Linked DNA regions of Capsicum annuum: region 1 is linked to region 2. A link is a contact called in public Hi-C data. All regions are on one chromosome and are shown on one strand. Each heading gives the region's core, a stretch centred on a gene start, on an enhancer-like site or on the middle of the called end of the contact. The rest is flanking DNA. Distances are from core to core; before and after follow the strand shown. Region 1 holds the start of LOC107863752 (dual specificity protein phosphatase 12). Region 2 holds the start of LOC107863753 (3beta-hydroxysteroid-dehydrogenase/decarboxylase).

Region 1 (4,744 bases), core at 1,673-4,172, 820 kb after region 2:
TATGTTCTTTGATACTCTATTACATACTTTGCATTATTCTTGAGATTTTTGGGTTATTATTCAATTGAAAGCTTCGAATTTTATTCATCTTATTCTTGTGCAATTAATTACATTAATTCTTTGTTGATTATCATGGATCCTTGCATAAACACGAGTAACTAATTTTCCTGACTAGGGTTGTGGCCTGTGGGAACCTTGGCAGATTAGCTACGTAAAGGAAGTGGGATATTTATCTATTTTAAGGTTTATGCATGTATCTTAATCTTCTTCATCATACTTGACCTCGAAGCTACTACAGAATCTTGGGGATAGCCTATATTATCAAACGTCCTCAAATGGAGTTTGTGATTAGGAAAAGAAGATTAAGACAGTGATTTGAGATTCAGGTCCATCTTATTATTCCATCATCTCATCTAATCAACTTGAGACTCAAAAGGTGAAAGTTAAACTAAAGTGATAGACAAGAAGAAATAAGGCAGACGCCCTAAGACTCCCAAGGTAAAGGGTGAGATTTATCAACACATCACAAAACGATTGATAATACAAATCTTGTTGACTTTACATGTAGAGAAACATAATAGGTGGGTTGAACATGAGAAATTTATGGAGTTGAAAAGCCAAAGAGAACACAGTCCTAGTGTTCGTCTTTTATTGTTTACAGCTCAAACCATTCAAGATTTGGTTACTACTTACGATTGATTTCAATCCCTCCATTTACTTGTCCACACTGCTCGTGAATTACATCAAGGCTAAGAAATCGTTCAATATTTTTCCTGTGGGTTCGACCCCAACCTAGTTGGGTTACTATATTTGACATCGACCGTATCATGCTTCTTTTGAAGGTTAGATTTAGACGACATGATAAATCTATATGCAAATTGTAAAGATCCACAATTGATTATACTTGAGATAAGACATACAACAATATAAGTAAAACAAAATCTCAAAATGCAGAACAGGTAAAAGACACAAAAAGAAAAAGATAATAAAACTTATAATCCTCTTTAAGAAAACTAACCGAGTGAAGTCATTAATACTGTAAAAGACATGACAATAAAATACAAGTAAACATATATACATGAATAATATAGAAGAAAGTATGAAGGTGGGAAAGAATCACTCGACAAAAATAAAAAAAGAAAATTACATTAGTTACCTGGAGAAAGAAAAATCTGGAGCTTTCTTTTTTTTACTGCTTTCTTGCACTATTATCATTGAATTCAACAAAACATGTTTAATACTAAGCTTCTTTTGCACTTATACTGAATAAAAGAAAATGTTGAAAACAAAATTTTATGAATTTGAAAAGGGCAATTTCTAATTTTATTCCTTTTCTTTGTAGAAAACAAATTCAATAGAGGATGAACTTATTTTTTTGTGAAAAAAATAAATGAGTGCTAAAGTTTGATTTTCGTTGCTAGATGCAAGTTGCTACTAAGCTTATTTAGGGTCTTCAAAGCTTGATAAAACTATTTCTAACTATTGCAAAGAAGACTCTACATTTCTATATACATATGATGTACATGCCAAAGTTGTCCACAGAAAAATCAACTCTTTTTTTTGTATTTATTTTCTTCTTTTGTCGATTTTCGAGCAAGATTTATAACACACCTTTTTGAGAAAATAATGATATATGAGGATTTGACCTATTCGTCTTTAAAATACAAATAACCCAAGATCTCTGACTAAAAATGAAGTAGTAGTTATCACTCCATAACAATCTTTACATGAAAATTATAATTAGTTGAAAAATAAAACATACATCACGTTATAAAAACTTAATTGATACATATTTTGCAATCTGCAAAATCTAGTGTAAAAGCAAAGTTCTATGCAAAATATAATTACAGAGTGGAAAAAAACTTACGTAACCTCTGGTTGCTACAAAAATTTGAATGTTCGATTACTGACACAGTCAGCTGATAAACAACTCTTGTTTCATGGCATAGTCCCCTGTTGAACGATTCTTGTTCCATTATTAGATGAAAATCTGAAAATTGAATAAAGTTATTAAGATAAAATTGAAGAGTAATATTTAAAAACAACGGTGAAATAAAAAATAAATCAACAAAAGTAAGTAATAGTGTTCAAGAAGAATCTGAAATCATAAAACTTTTTATAAAAATAAAGACTCATCAACCAAAAAAGAGACTAACTGATATTTTGATAAATTTTCTATATATTCATATAATTTAATAATTCTTATTACATTAAACTTCATTCAGTCGATCTTTTTATTTTTGTGAAAAATATTCAATCGATTTTTGTAGAAAAAGTCACTTACCCAACAAAAAGCAAACTTAATATATTTACTTTTTGTTTTTGAAAAAGTTTAGACACCCAACGAAAAATCTACCCCTAAATTTTAGTATATTTGAAGATTTCCGTACTTTAGCAAGTCCAGTCTAGTTGAAACTCTATTTAATTTTTAATATATTTATTATAGTCTATATTTTAATATCACTAAAATAATAGGTACGCCATTTAATTTTTAATACATTTATTATAATATATATTTGATATTACTAAAATAATAAAAAACAGTAAAATTAGAGATTAAATATAGAGATTAGAGATAGAAGTTAAAGATTAGAGATAAAAATTACTTCCTCCGTTTGAAAAAGAATAACTTAGTTTGACTTGATACGGAGTTTAAGAAAGTAAAGAAAATTTTGAATCTTGTGATCCTAAATTAAAGTTATGTTAAATGTATCAAAGTGCTCTTTAATCTTGTGGTTTTAAACATGTCATATGAAAAATTGAATTAAAAGTATGGCCAAAAATAGAAAATATTATTTTTTTTAAACGGATTAAAGAGGAAAATATGTCACTATTTTTGAAAGGAAGAAAGTAGAAATTAGAGATTAAAAATTAAAAATTAGAGATTAAAAATATCAATAGAGATAAAAATTAGAAATTAAGTGGCAATAAAATTACTAGACCAGCACTTTAACAGAAAGTAAAGATGGAACACTTTAGGAGAAACTAGTTTTAATTTTCTGGACGGGCTCCTAAGAGAGGCCCAAAATCTTAATGAGAGCAGCGTTTGTTCTCTGACAAGAGTGACAATAGCCACACCACTCTGTCTCAGCCGTAAACTTGGTGATCTCTTTCTCCGCCGAATTCCTCCACCATCTTCTTACTTTCTCCCCTAAAGTCAAAAACAAGCTCTGGTAATGTTCCTCTTTTACTCTCTTTATCTTTACATTCCTTTTTGCTCTTTTTTTTTTTTTTTTTTCACTCGTGATAGATAAACCCTAACCGTCTTCTTCTTCTTTTTTTTTTTTTTTTTTATAAATTGCGAATTTGGAATCAGCTCCATTAATCATCCAGAGTGCTGAGTATATCTTTAACCCGTTAGGTGCAATTATTTTATGCAATTCTCTAAACATTTACCTTTAAAATAAAGAGGAAAATGATTTTTTAAAGTAAAAGAATAACAGATTGAATCCTAAAATGGTGTGTTCATCCCATGTTGGGTTGTGTTGTAAAACTGATAAATTTTGCTCCATCCGTCCCACTTTATGTGAGCTTATTTTATTTGCCACGTGGTTTAAGAAGTTTCTGTGGCAGTAATTCTTATTAGGGGATTATGAAAAGCTTAGAGTTTAATCCTATCTGCCATTTTGGGACAAACTAAAAGGGAAAGAACATCACATAATTTGGGATAGAGAGTATTTCATTTGCCGAATCTTGTTACATAAGACAAATCAATTATTGTCTTGCAAGTTAAGTGTTCGAGCTGAATTAAATTTGATTAACAGTATCTTCAAATCAGCCATCCAATTGAGGTTAATGTATCTGATGTTGTCATAATTAACACCTATAATGACCAACAATTTTGTTGGCAGCCAACATCATTAAGTGTTAATAGTAGAGCCTGAATTAACTGTTATTGGAAATAAAATTTGGATTATTCATTTAGGATTTGGAAGTTTTTAAAAATCCTTTTTAAAATAAATGTAATGGATTTGGAAGTTTATAGTTATTTTTCCTCGCTTTACTTTATAGTGTTTATCTTATTTTTTCTCGCATGACATTATCTTAATTTTTTTCCTAATTGTGCCTCTTTTACTAAAGGTCGAACTTCTCTTGCATGTGAATTTAAAGCCGCAGAAAAACTTGGGCACTATTTTACTCTTTTCTCCTTTGACAACATTTCTCAATCATCTCATCTTCTTCAAATGTAAACTGTTTTTGCACATTTCTCTCTTTGAAAACCCTGTGAATGTGTAAGATTATCATAATAGGGTGCAATTGATTATTATGTGCTGAATTTGAACTGTTTCGGGTCCGGAAAATGTGGTTTGAAATATAATATAAAAAATATCTTTTGACACATCTCAAATGCAAAGCCGTGAAAGAGATCATACAAAATGTTCGTGTGATGTTCCAATTTGTTTTTGGCAAGCCGAAAGTTAGTATTGATTTCAATCTTTTGAACAAAAATTATTTATCTTCTGAAAAGAAATTTCGTTGTTACAAACTGTGGGCATTTTTAACAATAAAGATTCACATCTGCAGTTAAGGAATCTGCTTGTGGGATATGCCGTATCTGGTTCGTGAGCATCTATTCATTGGCAATATAGGCGATGCAGCGGAGGTTCTTCAGCATGGAAGTGATGAATTTACACATATCTTGTCCATCCTTAGCTCCGCTTCAATCTCCTTTTTCTCAGAATGGCGTTCTGGCCTTTCAATTCCAACCAAAGAGATCCGGAAGGAATATGTTGGGTGTTTGGGA
Region 2 (4,471 bases), core at 818-3,317:
TAGGCCACACCCTTGGGTGCAGAACCTAACAGTTTTTATGCAATAGACAATCCATTACAGCCATTTCTCCCCAAACCCCATCTGCTCAAGTATTCTAATCAAGAAGCCCCAATTGACATGGTCGAAAGCCTTTTCAGTGTCCAGTTTGCACATAATTGTTGAATCACCCTCTTTGATCCTAGTGTCCACACATTTGCTTACTATATATGCCGCATCAATGATTTTTCTTCCTTTAATGAAGGTCATTTGGTGTTTATTTACTGACTTGCTAATCACTTTCTTAAGCCTCGGTACTAGAAGCTTAGCAATGATCATGTAAATTCCTCCTTTCCAGCTTATAGGTCTGAAATCTCTCAATTCAACTGTTCCAACCTTCTTGGGAATTAATGCAACAAAGGTTACATTCAGACTCTTCTCAAACATATGATGATCATGGAAATGTCTCAAGCTGCTCATAATATCTTCCTTAAGTATTTCCCAAAAGTTCTGATAGTTTCGCATTAGAAAGCCATCACGACCTGGGGCCTTGTCACACAACTTAAGAGTCTCAAAAACCTCATCTTCTTAAAATTGTCTCTATAGCCACTCCTTTTCTTCCCCACTAAATATTTCTTTGGAATTTGTGCATATCATCCTTGACAGGGGCCATGCTAACCTCCACTATAGTGATTTTGAGTTTTAAACCTATTTGTGAGAAGATAGGTTTCTGCAAATAACCAAACTTAAGAAATTGTGATATGAGAGAGTAGAACTACAATATTTTGAAGCCATGTTCTTCAAACAGAGTTCAGATTATGTTCAACAAAAGAAGATTGCATACATGGTGACCAATACTTAACAAGCACTAAAACCTAAGACTGTTAACACAGAATTAAAAATTTTACAACTCAAAAAGTAGTCACTTGCTTTTAATTTTTATTTTATTTTTTATTTTTTGAGTTAGACATGAATAACTCATCAAATTCACACCACCTAAAGGGGTTGATGAATTGTGTTGAGAACAATGAGGTCTCAAACTTACAACTTGGTGGAGGCAAACAAAAAGTGATTTCTTCCCGTCCAAGCATTGGTGGGAGATAAAAGGTGCCCCATCAAATTACTAGAGGTGTGTCCGGACACCACGGTTATCAAAAACATTTATTGAATCACATTAATATGGTTTCAAACATGATTAACTGGAAATTTTACACCAACAAATATATGAACGAGAAATAACTTCTTAACAATATAGATTGTTTGTGCCACCATCATCATCATCCACATTGCCTCCAATAAAGAAAATGCAAAGTTGTTGTCAAGTTGCAATGCAACAACATATGGTATGTATCCTTCCCGACTCTATACACAAATAATACCAAGACAGGACCCTGAGAAAGATGTATCAACTGTATTACGAGGATTCATCAACAAGCCAGTGCAGCCCTCTTCCTTTATTTTTCCTTGGAACGAGCAATCTTTTAGGCAACACATTGAGTACATTAACAAGCAAGTAAACTCTTAATTTGTATTTCCAATATACACATTGCAGAGATATTGCCCTGCTAACAAAACATCACATTCTACAAGAAAATGATCCGAATACACAAACACACACAAGTGTTTGAATAAGGAAGATAAGTAGTTGAAACCTTACGGATTGTCAAACAAAAATGAAAAAGGTAGTCAAGTTTAAAAACTTATATGTATTGTATGGCTTAGATGGTAAATAAGGAAGGAGTGGTACCTGGAATAATATTGGATTTAAGACGAACATCGACATGGAAATAGGAAGCGCGACCAGAAGAAAGGGCATGGGAAAGGAGGGATTCAGAGGGTTCAAGTTGAAGAGTTGGGATAGAATCGGCAATTCTTACGATCCAATTGCCGACTCGAAGAAGCCTATCGACAAGAGATTTCCCGATGAATCCTCGTCCACCAAACACCACGCACGTTTCAATCGCCATTCTTCTTCCCGATTTCCCTTTTCAATGAAGGGATCGATCGAGGGTTTTATTCAAAGCCTCCCTTGTTGAAAAAGAGAAAATAATTCACGACTAGTTGTTGAACAAGTATTAACTCTATATGATATAGTATGGTAGTTATGATACCGTATACTACTTTATACTCCGTTTAAAAAATTAAAAAATGACCTACTTTATACTCCCTCCGCTTAAAAAATTAAAAAATGACCTACTTTTCTTTTTAATTCATTTAAAAAAAAATAATTTTTTTTTCTTTTCTGACAATACTTTAATTTTGACTTTTCACATGACATATTTAGGACCACAAGATTAAAGAGCATTTTGATATATTTGACACAACTTTAATTTAAGGCCACAAGATTCAAAAATCTTTTTTATTTTTTTAAATTTTGTGTCAAGTCAAATTAGGTCTTTTTTTTTAAACGGAGGGAGTATAACAATATAATGTATAGTTGTATCATTTACTATTATTTAATAATAGTTTTTTTGATGGTAAGATATTGTATGGTAACGGGTAACTTTACTAAAATATTTTTAATTATTATAAATTTTAAAATTATCAATAATTAATAATAAAATAATTTTCTTTTTACAAATTTATAACAAATCGTATCTTGTAAGTATATTACGTTGTTAAATTCATAAAACTTATAAATTCAGCAAATACATACTTCCCTAAAAGAATAATTTCAACTATGCGAACAAAACAACAAATGATTGTTGATAGATTTATGGCATAATACATAAATATGACCCTAAACTTGACATCAAATTATAACATTGGCCTTAAACTTTGACAGTGCACAAATAGGACCTTTAACTATTCAAAACCTGAAAAAATAAACACACCAATCCTATGTGGCAAAAAGCATGTGTACACGCAAATATGAGCGTGTCAGGCCTAAAATTTGAGCCCCCAACAGTAAAAAAAAATGGTAAAATGACTATTATGCCCTTACTAATTGCTTTTTATATATTTAAATGATTTTTTTCTATTATTTTTTCATTATTTTTAGCTCATTGATGAAAATGGCATCTAATTTCTTTTGTCATTGCGGAAAAAGAACAATATTGAAGATTTTTTAATTAGGCGGTCAGCCTCATACGGAAAAATTGCGTAGGTATCTATATATATTATAAACCAGAGGGTCTCTTATATATTATAAAGCAGAGGATGAATTTAAGTTATATAATATATCTAAATATAATTTATTTAAATATTAAATTAAAGATGAAACTATACTAATAATAATAAAAAATTATAGTTTTAATAAAATATTATAAAAATATTATTAAATTAACGTTATTAAAACGTTATTAAGGGCAACAGTAGTATATTAAATTAATGTTATTAAAACATTATTAATAAAATGTTATTAAGGGCAGTAGTAGTAGTATATTATTAAATTAACGTTATTGAATCAACGTTATTAAATTAACGTTATTAAGATGAAAATTTTATTAAAATACTGTAGAATATTAAATTAACATTATTGAATTAACTTTAATAAAATGTTATTAAGATGAAAATTTTATTAAAATATTGTTATTATTATTTGTAATAATAACTATATATTATTAATCGTAGTAGTAGTATATTGATAGAAGCAATAGTAGTACGTAATATGTAGAAGTAGTAGTAGGAGAATAATAATAATAATAATAATAATAATAATAATAATAATAATAATAATAATAATAGTAATAATATTAATGAGTGTTTATTTGTTCAGATTTTGTATAGTTAAAGGTCATATTTGTGCACTAGCAAAGTTCCATGTCATCTTTTTTAATGACATGGCATCGTATGATTGGCTGACTAATCCACGTAGACGCAAATGAGATACACGCGCCTAAGTTGCAAAATATGAGTGTTTATCTGTTCAGGTTTTGTATAGTTAAAGGTCATATTTGTACACTGTCAAAGTTTAAGATCAATGTTATAATTTGGTGTCAAGTTTAGGATCATATTTATGTATTATACCTAGATTTATCCAAAACTAGTTTGAAGAAGTTGCACATACTTTCCTTTAGCACTTTTAGTAGCACATAAGGCAAGTTTGTCTTCACCCTTTCTCTCATTTATATGAGAGGCTTCCGAGATTACCACCCACATAGAGTTTGAAACTCTGACAGAAAAAGAATAATAATAACAAGATCTCTTTCATATTTCATTTTGTTGTTGCAAAAAAATAGTGTAGTACAAAATATCATATAACAGCTACCAATGTGTCTAATGAATCAAACACATAAGTAGTAGTTGACAATTAAAGAACGTAAAGTATCTCATAGAAGTATCCTTTTTGAATGACCGAAAAGCTATCCCGTCATCATTCAAAGAACTCACCAAAACACAATAACTACATAGAATCAACAACATACACAAACACAAATAAAAAAACATACAATTCGGCCTGTACTAATCTGTTGAAAGAACACAAGAATAAAGCAATAAGCAGGTATGTTTAAAAAAATGAACCTAGAAAGAGAGAACGAGCATAGAAAATAAG

What was found. Hi-C and Micro-C count contacts between places; a contact is called where the count stands out from the background.
Region 1: a contact with region 2 is called in a Hi-C map of leaf, with 2.3 times the contacts expected there. The contact joins the promoter of LOC107863752 here to the promoter of LOC107863753 in region 2. A contact is called at or near these places in 2 of 5 Hi-C or Micro-C datasets (leaf and placenta).

The regions. Positions count from the first base shown.
Region 1 is chr3:80,704,655-80,709,398 of UCD10Xv1.1, forward strand. It overlaps LOC107863752 (dual specificity protein phosphatase 12), which reads left to right and starts at 2,923. Exons shown (of 7, transcript XM_016709874.2): 1 at 2,923-3,173; 2 at 4,525-4,744. The coding sequence starts at 4,547.
Region 2 is chr3:79,880,565-79,885,035 of UCD10Xv1.1, forward strand. It overlaps LOC107863753 (3beta-hydroxysteroid-dehydrogenase/decarboxylase), which reads right to left and starts at 2,068. Exons shown (of 12, transcript XM_016709875.2): 1 at 1,724-2,068. The coding sequence starts at 1,943.